Linked DNA regions of Rattus norvegicus: region 1 is linked to region 2. Evidence: chromatin contacts called from public Hi-C data. All regions are on one chromosome and are shown on one strand. The core of a region is the stretch at or near the end of the contact, and the rest is flanking DNA. Distances in the headings are between cores, read along the strand shown. Region 1 holds the start of Hnrnpr (heterogeneous nuclear ribonucleoprotein R). Region 2 overlaps Tcea3 (transcription elongation factor A3).

Region 1 (4,011 bases), core at 251-2,750, 50 kb after region 2:
GTGTGTGTGAAGGTAAGTGCAGACCAAGGTCAGAGAAAAGTGGATGTCCTGCTCTTTCACTCCCCTGCCTTATTCTCTTGGGATAGGGTCTCTCATTGAGCCTGGAGCTAACCTTGCAGCAAGCTACAGGGATTCTCCTGTTGTAGCCCACATCAGCACTGGAATTTACAGGTGCATGCATGTGGTCACCCCGGGCTTTTTACTCGAGTGGAGATTCAAAGTCAGGATTTTAACCTTGCATTTGTGCCATCTCTCCAGTCCCTAGGACGGGACTTACATTTTACAGTTCTGTAAGTAGGGAAGTGCAACGTTGAGAGCATGTGGGGAGAAGGGCCTTCGTGCTGGGACACCCTATGCTGGAAGCGCAAAAGATGCAGAGAAAATCAGAGCTAGACGTCTAACTCGCAGCCTGGAGGCCTATCATTCAGCTTTAATCCTTTGAGGGTGGAGTCCTAATGCCTGAAACACCTCCCACTACCGGCCCCACCTCCCAACACTGCCACATTGGCCGTCAAGTTCGTATCAGGTGCAGATGTCCATTCAAAAACGCATGGGTAGACAAACAATAATTATATTTTGGTTTGAGAAACACGTTCTCCTGATACATTTGGAAGCAGAACCTTTGACCTTCTTCACTGAGGTGGTGTTGGGTTTGGGACAGGAGTGACAGTGACAGGTGAGAGGCTTATGAATAAAAGGTATTACTCTCCTAGGGGGGAAATGAACCTTTTGCCCGTTGCCTGGCTTTCAGTCGTACGTAGATCCAGTACCCTACCTACTCAGTTCTCCAAACTCTGAAGGGTCCCTGCTTCCTGTTAACATCACTCTTGAGTCAGATCCACGTTATTGTGAGGAAAAGTGCCAGGGAGGGAAACAGGCAGTTTCTCTGATCCTTCTAAGGGATGCTTTTCTACAGGAAAACCTCCAGCGACACGAGTCGAATCTTCTTTAAGTTGTCTTTTGACTAGAGCCAAGATGATCTAGCGATGGAGCGGAGCGTGAGGTGATGGGTGTGTTTGGGACCTACACTCTGCGGCCGGCCAGCACGGCCGGAGGGAGGATTGGGGTAAGGGACTCCCGCTCCGGGTAGCAGCGCCATTGCGGAGCGTGGCCGCAGGGACCCGAGGGGGCGGGGCTCCTGTGGCGGCCACGCGGCGCGAGGCCTAAATTTTCAACCTCATAACCCGGGTAGACGGAGAGGGAGGAGCTTCGGCCACGCAAGGCCGGCTGCCCCGCAGCCTCGCCACTACGAGGGGCTCCCACCAACAGACCCCTTTGTGTGCATGCCCCCGCCCCGGAGGCGCCTCAGCCAGTGGCGCTGAGAACCCTCATTGGCTCAGCCTGACGGCCACACCGATTGGTCCTCCGAGTCCCCGACGCGAGGGCCGCTTTCCCTCTCTCTGATTGGTCCGCTGAGCTGCCTATCAGGCAGCCTCCTGAACTGATTGCTCGGCCGTATGGAGTCCCTGGAAGCAGTTCCGGGAAACCCCGCGTGCTGCCGGGATCGCGTCTCTGTCCATGCAGGGGGGGAGGGGGTGGCGCGCGCGCCATTTCTAGTCGTTTTCAAAGCGCCTCGCGCTGATTCTCACGGGCCAGGCTGCCGGCCCCCCGCTCTGCCCTGGTGAGTCTCGCGCTGGCCCGTGGGGGGAGGGGCCTGGAGTCCCGGTCTGACCGGATTCGGCCGGGTCCAGGCTCGGCGCCCCGGCCTGCAGTTTGGGTCTTTGCTCCGAGGCCCGAGGGTGGGGGTGGGGATGGGCCGGGGGCGGCTTCTGCTCGGACCGGCCGCGCAGCCGTGGGCCTGAGTCCGGCCGCGGCGCCTCCTTTCTTTCGCTCATCCTTATCAGCCCCTCCGGTGCCCCGGTCCCTCGGTCCGCTGTCCTCCGTGCGGCCTGCCGGTTTCAGGGTGCTTTTCCCGCCTCCGCCTGCCGCTGTCCGCGGCCCGGCCGGGCTAAGGGTTTCAGACGTTCCCCTGACTCCGGTGCTTGCCCCTAGGCCTGCGGTTAGGCCTGGCCCGCATCTCGCCTTGCCAGGAGTGGGATGTGTTGATACGGGGTCGCGCCCGAGGGGGTGGGGTGAGCCGAGGGCGGGGTGCAAGTCTTAGGGTTACCTGAGCCCGGAGCAAACTTTTACGGGAGTCGGAGCCGAGGGACCGAGGTATGGGGGGTGCCTCCCGCCCGATCCCCAACCTGCATGATTCGAGCCGGGATTTGAAGGAAAAAATGACTACTAGAGGCCGTGACACTTGGTTTTGAGCGGCGCCTGAGCTAGGTAATTCTGAGAATGTCATAGGCGCTCCAGACTAGAAAAGCGCTTCTTTTTCTTCCACGGTAGTATCCATGTGGCCAGAATTTTAAGACGAAAGCCCAGGGGTTCTTGAAAGGTTCAGTCCTTTCTCGTTACCTGTTTGAGTTTTTTCCTCCCCTGCCCTTTAGAAACAGAATGTGTCAGGAGTCAGTCGTAGTGATTAAGGACTTGACACTCCCCAGCTTTGAGATAACCGTTAGCTTTCGTTGGATCTTTTAAAAGCCGGTCTCTCAACATTTTGCTTAGGGATGTTCACTAAAAGTGAGGGAGGGGCTAGTACTGACTTCCCAAATCTCCCAGCAGTCCTTATAAATCTTATTTAAATGACTTTATTTTGTAATTTTCTTTTTCTTTTTTCTTTCTTTTTTTTTTTTTTGCAAAAATGTTTATGTCAAAGGATTCCAGTCATGTTAGTATATTTGCTGCATCCAGAAATATGGTTTGGCTGTGTGGCATTGTTGTCGAATAACATGAGTTTAAATGGTCTCATAACATAAATGTCTTTTAAATGAGCACTTTGAATTTGGCTTGAAGATTCCCCTCTGTTGATCTGAAGGTTTTATTTCCTGGAGTCTATTTTACCTTTTTTTTTTTTAGGTTAAAGTTGACAAAATCTGAACATTTAAAAAGTTTTTAATATCGATGATAGTCGTAAATATGTCTTGTGCTTTTAATACATAACTTGTCATTTTGCTTCATGCATACTTTTAAAATTACTCCACCTTAACGGATGTTCATTGAACTTCTCAGTTAATTTGCCTCTCCTGTAACGTAGTATTCATAGGTGCAGTGCTCTGAAGGTCTTGTTACAGAACTTTTGAGTTGTGGTGATCTTAGTATAGTGTTTGTGGGAGGGAATGGGAAAGCACATATGCATGTTCACAGATTTTGGATTTTTGAATGCTTCTTTATAGGACTAGGTTGTATTAATCAGTAAATATGCTCATCTTGTGCCAGTTTTGGATGTTTCTATTTTTGCTAGTTCATCAGAATTTGAAGTTTGCCTTGAGATATATCTGTTTAGGTACAGTCGGCGTCTCTGTAGACTTGAGAGGGCTAGGGAGAGGTTTGTGGTGGGAAGTCATCCAGCTGTCAGGTCATTCTCAGTAACACCCTTCACACTTTGCTTTCTACTACTGCCTTCCTCTTTCTCCTCTCATTAACTTCAACTAAATATCAGTGGATGTTCAGATGAAGAGTTGTTCTGTGTCAGCAAACAGCACTTGGCATAGTGTTTGAGTGATCAGGAATGGATTGGCTATCTTAGGCTATAGTGTTTGTAGGTGACTTGTGGTTTCTGTCTTGAGTTTCTTCAGGAACAACAGGCATTTTCTTGAGACCCAGCTTCATCACACCTTTATCTCCATCCGTGCTGCGATGTCTGCGTTGGGCCATCCATTCTCTTCATCACATGTAATCTCACATACACACGTAGATTCCCTGATTTGGAGGTAGCGTAGACTGGCCTCATATGCTTTTGTGATTTACTCTCTTTTCAGGGAATTGGTCCATTTCAGCATATACAGACTGAACATACAAAGTTATTTTGGTAGATTAATCTGAAAAATCTGACTAAGTTTAGGTGAGTTAGATAGTGTTCGTGAACGTGAAGGTTTTTTTTGCAAGTTGTTTATTCAGTATTTTTTGCAACTTTCTTTCACTGACAAGAAAAATTCCACTCATACTCCTGATTTAAAAAAACAAAAA
Region 2 (3,821 bases), core at 831-3,330:
CTGTGGTAACCCGAGAGGCAGAGGCAGTTGGATCACCAGTTTGAAGACTAGTGCAGAGAGTGTGGCTAGCTAGACAGCCTGCCTACCTGAGGGGGTAACGCTACCTAGCCCTAACCAATGGTTGCCTTGTGAAAATGCACACCTAGTGCGTCCTTCCGGGTTTGTTGTTCTTTGTGAGGCAGGGTTTCACTACGTATTTAAAGGTAAGGGGGGTATGCACCAGGATCTCATGGTTAAGGCCCTGGCTGACCCTAAGCTCCTGGGCTCAAGCAGTCTCACTGCCTTAGCTTTCTGAGTAACTGTACAGATGTGTCAGCATGCTTGGCTGCCATCCTCCAGGGGGGTTCCAGGCCTTTATTTATTATTTGTATGTGTGAGAATGTATATGTGTAAGCATGCATTTGTGTGTATGTGTGTGTGTGTGTGTGTGCGCATGTGTGTACATCATATGTATGATGAGGTCACAGGGCAACTCCGTGGAGCTGGTTCTCTCTCTCTATCCTTACGTGGATTCTAAGGTTCAAACTTAGGGCACCAGGCTCATGTGATGATCCCTCTGACCCCAGTCTTTCAGTATTAAAACTATCCTCACATTGATCTGATTGGTTATATGCCTTGGCCATACACAGGGAGGCCAGAGGACAGCTTACAGGAGTCGGTTCTCTCACTGTGTGGGTTCCAGGGATGGACCGTGGGGTGTCGGGTATGGTGGCAAGCACCCCGCCCTCTCTCTAACCCACAGTCTGCCAGTTTGATGTGTTTTGTGGTGGTGGGTGTTTGCCGGCATGAGCTCGTATGCACCATACATGGGCAGGAAGTCAGAGGCCAGAAAGGACACTGCATGCCCGGGACCTGGAGTTACAGGTGTTTTGTAAGCCATGCTGGGAAGGTCACTGAGGAGAGCAGTTAGCGCTCTCAATCGCTGAGCCTATCTCTCCCAGTGTTCCAGTGATTAGCAGACATCTACGTATTAATATTTCTTCCTATGACTTTTCCAGTTGTAACTAGTGGCCACGTGTGCAGATCTTTCTTTTTAAAAAAAGTCATTCATTTATTTAATGTATGAGTACACAGTAGCTGTCTTCAGGCACAGCAGAAGAGGGCATCAAATCCCATTACAGATGTTTGTGAGCCACCATGTGGTTGCTGGGAATTGAACTCAGGACCTCTGGAAGAGCAGTCGGTGCTCTTAACCGGTGAGCCATCTCTCTAGGCCGCAGATTTTTCTAAGACACAACTGGACACACAATGTGACCCAGCAGAGTGCAGCCTCTAAGGCCAGGCAAAGATCGAAAGGTCTGTCTCAGGACAGAGGTCACTGAATCCATAGCTTGGATTCCTTGGAGTGGCTACACCATGGGATGGGAATACAGGAAGAATGTCCAAGAATGCCTTCTATAGGAAGGAGAGTCTGAGAGGAGTTGGCCTGATCCCTCAGCAGATGGTGTTATTCTGGGAAAGCAGTGCAAAGGGGTGGCAACGGGAGTGAGCGGTGTTCTGAGAACTATAGCTGGAATGGTCACGTACAAGTAGAGACAGATGGACACAGACACACAGAGCCACAGACACACAGGCACACAGAGACAGAAGACACAGATACAGACAGATATATACACAGAAAAACAGACACACAGACACAGACAGACAGATGTGCGTGCGCAAACAAAATGCTTCATGGTAAGTTGCATTCAGATCACTTGCCTATAATCCAGAGTTTGGTTTGGCAGCAACTGTAAGTTACAGTAACTGAACTGTCCACGAGGTGGCGCAAAAGAACAGCAAGCAGGGCCCCATGTGCCTCTGCCAGGCAGCAGGAAGGATTTCTAAGAGCAGGCACTAGTGCTGAGATCGAGGCTAAGGCTGACACATTTGGGAGCAGAGGGACGGCGCACATAACATGCACCTAATCCCGAGCCTCGCTAACATGCCCTTTCTGGAGTTTGGCAGTCCCTAACGGTATGAGTGTGACTGGATGAAACATAACCCAGTCACAAAATCCAGGCCACCAGGCAGCCTGCTCCTAGCCAAGCTGGAAGGCACAGAGCCAGGGTCCAGAGGGGAAAGTGCTCCAATCAGCTGCGGCTTGCGGGTAAGAGGACTCTTTTCCAGACACAGTGAAATGTGCTGGAAGAACTGGAAAGACAGACAGCCCTTTCCGGTCTGACTCAGCTTCTTTGGACGTTGGATGGATGACCTTAGACGACTCAGTTTCACTCACTGAGACTCGCCGGATTGATCTTGTGGGGTGGAAGTGATTTTGACTTCCCAAGGTCATGGTGAGGATCGGATGGTGAAACGAAAAGCCGGGCATTGCTCTCAACCACACACTGCAAAGGTGGTGTGTGATCATGTGCAGGGATAAGTGGCCCGATACTTTTTACTGGAATCTTCTTAGGTTCTTTTGGTCGTTCCAACAGACCCATAAGATGGGTGCTACGTTATTCCTATTCTACATGTGAAGTATCAGAGGGTAAAGAAACCACCCAAGGTCAAAGTGGGTATACCAGGCTTTGGGGTTTGCCTCGGAAGCCTAGATTTGTGCGCGTGTGTATTCATTACGTGTGTGTGTGTGTGTGTGTGTGTGTGTGTGTGTGTGCGTGTGTGTGAGAGAGAGAGAGAGAGAGAGAGAGAGAGAGATCGGGCACACACACAGAGGTCAGAGGAAACTTTGGGAAACTGCTCTTCTCTTTCCTCTGTGTGGGTTCTAAGATTGAAATCACATCACTTCACAACTCTCCTCATCAGCTGAGCCATCAACACCTGGATTCTTCAGGGACTGGGGGATGAATGAGACCAGCCCTTATTTTGTAGCCCAGGCTGGAACTCATGATCCTCCTGCCTCAGACTCCTAACCACTAGAATCACAGGCATGTGTGGCCACACCCAGCTCACACCCAGCTCTGGAGCTTAGCCCCAAACTCAGTGTAAGCATTCCAAACACGACAGCTGTCATTACTGCCAACTCTAAAACCCTGTGTTGTGGGCTTCCTTGGTGCGAGCCCTGAACCTCATGTTCCCGGCCACACATAGAGGGAACGGGAGAGTGAGCCCCGGTGGGAACAGGAATACTGCTTTTCAGGCCGCCCCGCTCCAGGTGAGCTCCGTCTGCACTCCCTGGTTCTTCGGCCTTTTATGATCGATCAGCTTCTATCATGCATTCGGCAGCCATTTAGCAAGCTAAATAAGGGTACTGTTACGGGAGTAAATGAGCCACACGGTCTCTGTGTGGACTGTCATTTGAAGAGGGAAGCAGACAATGTTTATAAACACATGAGCGAGTTAATTATAGACTTGGCTAAGTGCTATGCAGTAGGAAAACAGGGCAGAGACTGCCTCCCTGAAGATGTGACCTTTGAGGGGAGGCACAAGGGACAGGTACCGGGAGCTCTGTTTTAAACTCTGGGAAATGCTAGCTCAGTCCTATTCTCAGACAAACTCCTTGGGTGTAGTGGTGCGTGCCTTTTATCCCAGCGCCAGGGAGGCAGAGGCAGGCAGATACATGAGTGCTAGGCCCACCTGGTCTACAAAGTGAGTTCCAGGATAGTTGAGGCTACACAGAGATACCCTGTCTCAAAATAAAAAACAACCCGCAGATTGAGAGAGAGCTCAGCAAACAGGGGTACAGCCTACAGCACTCAGGAGAAGTTGGGCATGGTGGTGTGTGCACATGCATATTAAAATCCCAGTCCAGAGAGGTCAAAGCAGGAGCATCCCTGGGGATCCTGGACTGGCCAGCCTAGCCTAACCATGGTGTACAAGGTTCTAGCAAGACAGAGTATCTCCAACAATGAGCTGGCTGGCTCTGAGGTTGACTGCATGCA

The links. Hi-C and Micro-C count contacts between places; a contact is called where the count stands out from the background.
Region 1: a Hi-C map of liver shows a contact between it and region 2, with 2.3 times the contacts expected there. The contact joins the promoter of Hnrnpr here to the enhancer-like site in region 2. A contact is called at or near these places in 7 of 12 Hi-C or Micro-C datasets (the A7r5 cell line, frontal cortex, kidney and 3 more).

The regions. Positions count from the first base shown.
Region 1 is chr5:153,825,019-153,829,029 of GRCr8, forward strand. Hnrnpr (heterogeneous nuclear ribonucleoprotein R) reads left to right here and starts at 1,501. Exons shown (of 11, transcript NM_175603.3): 1 at 1,501-1,621.
Region 2 is chr5:153,774,626-153,778,446 of GRCr8, forward strand. All of the region lies in intron 5 of Tcea3 (transcription elongation factor A3), which reads left to right. Among named protein-coding and RNA genes, the nearest start is that of Tcea3, 16 kb to the left of the region's middle. Within about 2 kb of position 2,081, at least 23 of the 93 cell types and tissues checked have an H3K27ac peak or open chromatin away from gene starts, as enhancers often do. A contact at or near this core is called in kidney and liver, where this site is marked.